Linked DNA regions of Mus musculus: all the other regions are linked to region 2. A link is a contact called in public Hi-C and HiChIP or PLAC-seq data. All regions are on one chromosome and are shown on one strand. Each heading gives the region's core, a stretch centred on a gene start, on an enhancer-like site or on the middle of the called end of the contact. The rest is flanking DNA. Distances are from core to core; before and after follow the strand shown.

Region 1 (2,700 bases), core at 9-2,508, 230 kb before region 2:
TCTGTGCTTGTCTATGCATGGGGACAGTTTTCACAGCAATATGAGCTATTATCCTGGGAAAATCTGAAAGAAGTCACCAGTAAACCTATGGCCTTTTACATTTATTTATTTATCAATTTGAAAAGATTTTTCTAATTCTGGATTTACTCCTTAGTTACAGCCCCGTCTCTCTTTGTGGATGGCCATATCTGAATCATCAGGACAATTGCTTGGAGGTACAGAGATGCTCTTTTGTACCGGACAAGTACTAGTAGTGGACAAGTACTCCCAACTGAATGAGAGCAAAGATAGGCTTTGGTTGTGAGCGATCACTTCAGGGGAGTAAGTGATGCAAGGATTTGCCTAAGGCACAGGCATGGCGCAGGCCGTGGCCATCCCAGGCACACCCACACATTCTGAAGTGCTTGTGTGGCGAGACTGCGCTCAGGGAAGTGTCTGTGCTGACATTCTGTTAGCAGACAGTGCCACCAGAAGTCATTGAGGCAAAGTGACCACAGCTGTCCTAAGCCTTCACTAGAACCTGACAAGCCATGCGGCTACTTAACAGCTTGGCACACTGAGGGCTCACGTGTCTCTCTCTCCACCACCCCTACCATGTTCCACGCTCCTCACAAGCCCAGGAGGACACCTGTTCTCTGTTGGGCACCCACAGGTAATGTGGCCAGAGTGACCCACTGAAAATGGGATTTCTGGCTGTTCTCTGGAGCTGCTGGAACCAACATGCTTTCCCATATGCTTGGACCTTCTTGCAATTCCTCCATCTGTTTCTGGGGAATGTGAAAGAATGTAATGATCTTTTCTGGGGTTATTAAACCGACAGCTGTTGTCATTAATAGAGGGCATTCTTCACTGTGGTGAGCAAACGCTAGTCATAACTCCAGCCTGTCGTTTGCGCTCTCAGTAATGACTAGTGCATTTGTCTCAAGACCAGGGTTATGAACACCGGGGGGTTCTAACGCCAGCTTTGAACATGATTCATCTTCAAAGCATGGGCGACCTCACTTCTTTTTTTTTTTTTTTTTTTTTTGTATTGCAGGCAGCTTTCGAGGCAAAAAAAAAATGTATAATTGGCAAAAACAAAATCCAATCTCCAAGCCATTGGCTTTCTTTGAAAATGAAGGAGTCTGGGTGCTAAAAAGCCAAGATTACATTTTACTGCGCATTTCAAATTATGGCTCATTTTCGGGTGGAATGTTAGCGGCAGAGAGAAACCAGCATTTACAGTTTGAATTGAAGAGTTTTTTTCCCCCTACTGTCACAGTTAGAAAGTAGGAGGCAGGGCTGCCTGCCACAGCAAACAGGGAAGAGAAGGCTGAACAGGAGACCTCCCCACCCCTGCTGGCCTTCTTCTGCCCCAAGGGCAGAGTGGGTCTCACTGCCTTGAGGTGTGGTCTTTGGGGTTCGTGTGTCCCAATACCAATAGCAGGAGGCAGTTTGTGGTGCACAAAACAGGGAAGGCAGTGAAGTATCTGGGTGTTCTTATTCTGGTAGCTCCTATGTGTCTGCCTTGGAAGTCAGGTTCTTAACCTGGGCTCTGACGGTGCTGTGCAGGACCCATTCTGGTGAGAAGCAGTGGGTACGAATAGCCAGGGTTGAGATAGGCCCACGAAGAGCGACCTTTACAATCACAGTGACAGTGGGTTTGGTCCCCTGGTGCTCTTTCTGCATGAGGCCAGGCACACCTTCGGTGGAAGTGGGCACTTAGGGGTTTGCTCTGGATCTTGGATCAGACAGATCTGAGTTTGACCCAAGGTCTAACAGCTAGGACATTAGGACCAAGGTCAGCCTTAAGGCCTTTGTTTGAAGCCCTCTCTGTTAAAGGGTGTGAAAAGTCAAAAGCCAAGGTTGGAGTGGGGTTCAATGGTTAAGACGACCAGAGTTTGAGTCCCAGCTCCAAGGTTGAGTGGTTGACAGCTGCTTATGAAACTCCAGCTGCAGAGGATATGGTGGCCCCAACCTGTACTGCACTCATGGACACAATCCCTGCCCTCACTGCACGTATATATAATTGAAAATAAAACTGTAATAAATCTAAAAAACAGTCACAGCCCACAGCAGAAAGTGAAGTGCTCAGCATATGGGGGTGGGGTGGGTGGAAGAAATGTGCAGGGAGGGGGTGACTGGCACTGACACACAAGGTCATTGTCCTTAAGATCTATTCTCTGCAGTGATGGATCTGCTCTATTTGTCTTCTTTTCTCCACTCACTTGGAAGGGCTTAGAATATCTGAATATGTACTGGACACTGTGCAAACGCCTGGGATTCTAGTGCCTGGGGGATCTGCCCCTAACCCTCTTCTATCCACTCCCCTAATCACTCCCCTAACCTTCTCCTAACCACTCCCTCAACTACTTCCCTAACCATTGAGCCACGCCTCCTACAGCAGTCTAGTGGGGGAGATAAGCACTCACCAAAAGGACCCTGGGTCCCTGCAGGGTGCTACTGGGGAGCAGAGGAGTGGCACCCATCCCAGTCTTGGCAGGGATCAGAGAAGGCTGCCTGGAGAATGAGACATATCTTCTCAGTGCTAAAGACAAGCAGGCTTCACCCAACCTGCAGAGGGTGGGAAACAGTCTAAGCAGAGATGTAACAGAAGTAAAAATGTTCCCACGTTAGTCCCCCAGCCTGAAGCTGGGGTGTAGTGGGGAGCCAGGAAAAGTAAGGTGCATGTGTGTGTGTGTGTGACACGCGCACGCGCCC
Region 2 (2,700 bases), core at 5-2,504:
ACTGTCTACAGAAAGAGCCACCCAGCCCAGCATAAAGCTCCTCTTATTCTTACAATCCTTACAGCCCTCACTTCCCGTATCTGATGTTGAGTTCCTGAACCCCACGTATGGGTTCCTACCAAAGCTGGTCCGTAGATATAAGAATACTGTTCTCGCAACAGGAGAGAAGAGGTGACAAAAGTACAGGGGAGTACCGAGTTTGTTCATTTTGTCTGAAAAGTAGCCTACAGCCTACGACGGAGAGTGAGGGCCGGGTCCCAAGGTAGGGCTGTGGGTGCTGGAAACTGCCAATCTGTCAGCAAGCAGATGGGGCAGAGGTCCTATTCCCATTCGGACTCCCCGTGGACTAGCTGGTAGGACTAAGACCATCAGCGGAGCACAGACACCCAGAAAAGCAGTTAGATAGGTTACCCTGAAGCAGCTGACCCAGCCAGGGATGCTTCTGACTAGCAAAGAAAAACAGCACACAGAGCATCCAGCCACGAGTCTCCATCCACACCTTAGAAAGATGCAAAGCGCGACACCGGGTAATTTCTTCCAACAAAATACATACGTTTCTGTTTTGCCTCTGCCTGTGTTCAAGTTCATCAAGAGACCGGAGAAAACCCTTCGCTGACCGGAAGCCTAGCTTGGGAATGGAACGAGAGAGGGGGGAGCAGCTTCTGACGAACGTCTCCACCTAGGAGGGAGGCTGTGCGCACCCCAAAACCTGCCCTCAGCCCGACCGGGGAGTCAGACCGGACGTCCCCGGGATTCCGGCGGAGAAGCGGCTGGTGCAACTGCCTGTGCACATCCAGCCAAGACCAGACGTGGTGAGATGCTACCCACACATCCGCCACGGTCCTGGCGCGCCGGCCCCGGGAAGGCGCCTCGCCAGCGCGCCCTGCGCCCCAGCAGGTGCAACCCCGCGCCCCCAGCAGGTGCAACCCCGCGCGCTCCCAGTCGCATCTACACAAACTTGTTTGCCCGGGGCGGGGGTAGATCCGGCTCGCAGCCCGTGCTAGGGTCCTGGCTGGGAGACCTCGAAGACAGGACTCACCCAGCGATCACAGCCGATTGGGGCACCCGCCTTCCGGGGCGCCAAGCCCGCAGCCCGCAGTGCCCAAAGCTCAGACGCCTGTAGCAAGCGCACCCGCGCTCCCAGGCCCGCGTCGCGCAGCTCCCCGAGGCTGCGGACTTCCGCGCTGAGCAGTGGCGGAGCGGGCGGGCGCCCAGCTGAGCCGCGGGCGCGGAGTACAGCGAGTGGCGGGCGCAGAGCGGGCGAGCGGGCGCCCGGTCTGCACATGCTCACTCGCGCGGCCCGGGGACAGCGGCCGGCCTCCGCCGGGTCCTAGAGGCTTCCGCGCACCCCCCTCTTCTAGGCTCCCAGGAAGGGTCGCAGCTTGGCTTCGTGGCGGGAGGTATGTGGGTGATCTGTCCGGGCTTGCGAGACAACGCACATACCGCGGGTGACACGCACTACTCGCCACCGCCAAGACAAGACGTTGACCACTCTGTTGCACCCGCCCAGCCACAGCCTACCACTGCAGCCTAGCCGGCTCTAGCACGCACCATGGTGCTCACACCAGACGCACACAGGAATACACTGGGCATCGCCACTCGCAGCAGTACGCCGCCACACTCAGATGCAGACGTGGTGGCAGACGCACAGTGGCTGATACAAATACACACTGAATCACCAGACACCCACACTCACACACTCTGTACTCTGCTCCACTCACTCAGAAGCAAGCTAGGACACGGACAGTTGCACACACATACAGAGCCACACAAATTTGTACCACTCTAATGTAAATACCCAGGCACACACTGGATTACTGTCCCATACTGGGGGAGCTAGGCACATTCACCTAACTCTCCTTGACACACAGCCACTCAGAAACAAGCACTTGCTAGAAACACACACACAATTTGAGACAGTACCACAGAATTACAAAATGGCAAAGATACTCACACCATCTCCTTACACACCTGGGGTTCTGCCAGCAGCTTATCACTCTGCCCACATTGACACAGGGAGACAGACCTTCTTGATATAGAGTGTAAAGGGACATTGCCTCACTGGTACACACACACACACACACACACACACACACACACACACACACACCACAGAGAGGGGGGGCACATAGGTCTATATACAGCCCTCCTTTTAAATAAAGACTTACCCCACTGGGAAGCTCTGCTCCCCCTTTCGAAGCCCCCAAGTCACAGCATCTACCCTGCTCTTCCTTAAACAACAGTGGGTATAGTTCTCACCCAAGACTGACAGCCAAGATGTTCTTGGAGGCTGCTGGATGCTGGGGACAGGATGAGAGGAGGCATCAGGAGCAGGTGGCAGTGGCTCTAACGGACTTCCTGAATGGAAGTTTTTTACTTCCAACTTCCGCTAGGGGCAGAGCTGCTCAGCCACTCAGAGAAGTGGGCTTTCAACAGGTGCAGGGCAGCAGTGGGGCTTGGAAGGGGACCCGTAGAAAGCTTCTGGCGGTGCAGTCGAAAGGCACCCTGGTGGGGAAAGGGCTTGTTGAAGTTTACACAGAAGAGTCTTGGGTCTGGGGATGAAGGTTGAACTCTTTGGAGCCTTGGGAGTTTTGGGTAGGAGCAGAGGGATTTTGTGCTATCTCAGCATTCCAGGCCTGCAAAGAAAGTATCCTCTGCATAGCCTTTAATCATTGTTATCAGCTGTAACTCAATGAATCC
Region 3 (2,700 bases), core at 132-2,631, 250 kb after region 2:
CAGTTCTGCTTCTGCCCTCTAAGTATCCTGGAAACTTTGCCTATTGCTTACTGGGGCCAGGTAGGTTTGCAGGAACTCAGCTGGCTTGAGTGCAAGGTAGAAACAGCCTTCACCTATGGGTTTCAGTGAAACAGATCTCCTTAATTGGGGTAACAAGGACTCTATAAACCTTAGGTAGTGGGTAGAGGTTTCTCAGGATGAGTGTATATTGGCTGGTGCTGAGGTGTTTTGAATGCTTCATTTGCATGAAGAAGAATTCCAGGGGCTTGCTGAACCATCACTTCGACCTGATGGAGCTGGCAGAGGGGATGGGACTGGCACTGAGGAGCAGGTCCTCTGGGGAACATGTGAATGGGGCAGGTTCGGGGGTCTGGTGGGATGGAGTAGGGGTTGGGTGGGGTGGAGGTGGGGCTCAGAACATGAGTTTAAAACATGATCCTGTTTGTGCAGCTGTGTGCTGAACCTCAGTTTCCTCTCCTCAGTGCTCCCCAAGAGCACTTTTGGCTGCTGTGGTATAAAGGGGCTGTGAACGGTGAAGGAATTAAGACCACAGTGTTCCTGCTATAGCCTCAGGTGTGGGTCTCAGGAGTGTGGTTCCTTTGTGCTGCACAGAATCTCCACATACACACATCACAGCTACAAAGACTCACTTGGGCATCCTTCAGCCATTCAGTGTTAGTCACCTTCTCTTTGTGCATCTCTGTCTCTGTCATGGTCATGTCCCCTCCCTTTTGTGTCTCTAGAAACCTCTGTTTTTAGTACAGGGAAGGGAGTAAGGTTGCTTGGGGGTTGTTTGAGTGTATGAGGAAGAGTTTGTGCATGATCTGAAGGTGTGACCGTGTTGTGAGAGGGAGCTCTGAGCGGGCTTGAGGATGTTGTGGTGGGTTGAATGCAGGGGGGGTACATTGTGTTGTGAGGGGTGTTTGAGTGTGGGTATGGGTATTTGCCTGTGTGTGGAGGTGTTGGAGTGTGTGTAAGAATGCATATTTGTGCATTGTGCATGTCCATCTATGGCTTGTGACTCTGTATGTCTAATTCTTCTTATCTTTCAATGTTTGTTTCTGTCTTCCTCTTCCCTTTCCTCCCATCTTTGAGTCTCTTTCCATCTCCATCTCTATCCTGCTTCTCCCATTCTCACTCCTGAGAGTCAGAAGTGACCCGCTGACTCTCGACTCTCATGGTTCACTTAGTTATAAGGAAAACACTGAACAGTCCTTCCTTGCTCCTGCAAGGAGCCTGACAGCTGGAGCAAACAATGAGAAATTCAGAATTAATTGGACACTGATTATTTGCCAGGGGGGAAATGCCGATATATATATATGAAACAAAAGCCAGCCTAGCAACGGTGACTACCACTGCTCATAGCAACAAAGCAGTCCTAATGAAGCGTGACAATGGTAGCCTGGAGCTGACAACAGCCAGTGCACACTGAAAGGAAGGAAAGCAAATGCTTTGGCTGTTTGGGAGCCACAGCAGTTTATGAGGTAACACACCACACCCACAGCAGCTCAGCCACAGGCCTCTGAAACGTGCATGCAGAAAGTGGGAGACGTGAATCTCATGCCCTACACACAGGCCCTCCATTCATTCATTTTTCATGGAAACAACTGGAAACACTAAGCTAGGTATGAGGGAGGCAGACACAAGCCAGACTCAGTCCCCATGCTCAAACAATGACCAGTTTCAACTAGCCAGGACATCAAGCAGATAAGGAGCTACAATACTTTAGCAGAGCTGCAGCATCAGCGGCCACAGAGAAGAGGGGTGACATCTGTCGGAAGAGTGGATGAAATCGGTTAGAGGAAAGCAGAAGGACAAGCATGTATGGAACAGCACAGATTGCATGAGAGAAGAAAGGACCCGAAGGCAGAGGATCAAGAAACTAGGCTCCAGTCGGGTCCTCAGAGGGTTAGCCTCATTCACTGTATGATCTAGCAGTTCTCTTTGGTTTGCACCAAAGATGAGACTTGAAAGAGCAATCATCATAAGCACTGTCCATAATAGCCAAGGATGGGCACACCCAAGTGCCCAAGAACTGATGAATGGATGATCAAAATTGATATGCATATGCAATGAAATATTATTTGACCATAGAATGAGTGAATTAAGTATGCATTTATTTTAAAACCAGCATGGAGGAACATCATGGTCAGTGAAAGGAACCAATCACAAAAGCCACATCATGGGATCCCATCCATATGAAATGCCCAGAACTCACGAGTCCATAAGGACAGAAAGATTAGGGAGGGAGTAACAGAGAAAGGTGGGATTCCTTTGGGGAATAATGAAAATGCCTTGGGAATAAACAGAGGTGAGGGGCAATGGCTGCCCACACTGGCCAAGTACAAAATGCCTCCAAATCATGTGCTTTAAAATGCATAAAGGATAGTTTTATGTGCTATGATTTTGCTCCAGTAAAATTAGGATTAAAGAAGGCACAGGATGGGGCATGGTGGGAGACTGAATTTGCTGAGCCCGTGGGGACCTCTGGCTTTGCCATAGGGGTCCTGAGGGATCTTCAGATGCTCATCCAGAGGAGTGATCTCACACTTTGAGGTTTCAGGTCACCAGAGGCCACAAAGAGAAAAGACTGGAGATCTCAGCAGTGGCAGTGAGAGCTGGGGACTAAGGTCACACAGGAGCACTTTAAGGGGTGTCAGAGGAGTGAGTAGGTAACTGGTAGGCGTATTTGGAGGACAG

Evidence for each region. A called contact is a pair of places that touch in the nucleus more often than the background predicts. HiChIP or PLAC-seq counts read pairs in DNA pulled down with a chosen protein or histone mark.
Region 1: a Hi-C map of myocytes shows a contact between it and region 2, with 2.1 times the contacts expected there. The contact joins the enhancer-like site here to the promoter of Wscd1 in region 2. A contact is called at or near these places in 4 of 39 promoter capture datasets (embryonic stem cells, neural stem cells, second pharyngeal arch cranial neural crest and 1 more), 2 of 484 Hi-C or Micro-C datasets (cerebellar granule neurons and myocytes), 6 of 115 datasets of contacts at active chromatin or transcription factors (SST interneurons, embryonic basal ganglia, embryonic forebrain and 3 more) and 2 of 9 other capture datasets (adipose tissue and embryonic stem cells).
Region 3: an H3K27ac HiChIP or PLAC-seq map of embryonic stem cells shows a contact between it and region 2, with 3 times the contacts expected there. The contact joins the enhancer-like site here to the promoter of Wscd1 in region 2. A contact is called at or near these places in 3 of 39 promoter capture datasets (cranial neural crest, embryonic stem cells and hippocampal neurons), 1 of 484 Hi-C or Micro-C datasets (cerebral cortex), 5 of 115 datasets of contacts at active chromatin or transcription factors (embryonic basal ganglia, embryonic forebrain, embryonic hindbrain and 2 more) and 2 of 9 other capture datasets (adipose tissue and pancreatic islet).

What each region holds. Positions count from the first base shown.
Region 1 is chr11:71,975,094-71,977,793 of GRCm38.p6, reverse strand. No RefSeq gene overlaps it. Among named protein-coding and RNA genes, the nearest start is that of Gm46262, 5.9 kb to the right of the region's middle. Within about 2 kb of position 1,258, at least 12 of the 459 cell types and tissues checked have an H3K27ac peak or open chromatin away from gene starts, as enhancers often do. A contact at or near this core is called in SST interneurons and myocytes, where this site is marked.
Region 2 is chr11:71,749,569-71,752,268 of GRCm38.p6, reverse strand. It overlaps Wscd1 (WSC domain containing 1), which reads right to left and starts at 1,254. Exons shown (of 9, transcript NM_001357965.1): 1 at 1,040-1,254.
Region 3 is chr11:71,496,767-71,499,466 of GRCm38.p6, reverse strand. No RefSeq gene overlaps it. Among named protein-coding and RNA genes, the nearest start is that of 9230020A06Rik, 18 kb to the left of the region's middle. Within about 2 kb of position 1,381, at least 17 of the 459 cell types and tissues checked have an H3K27ac peak or open chromatin away from gene starts, as enhancers often do.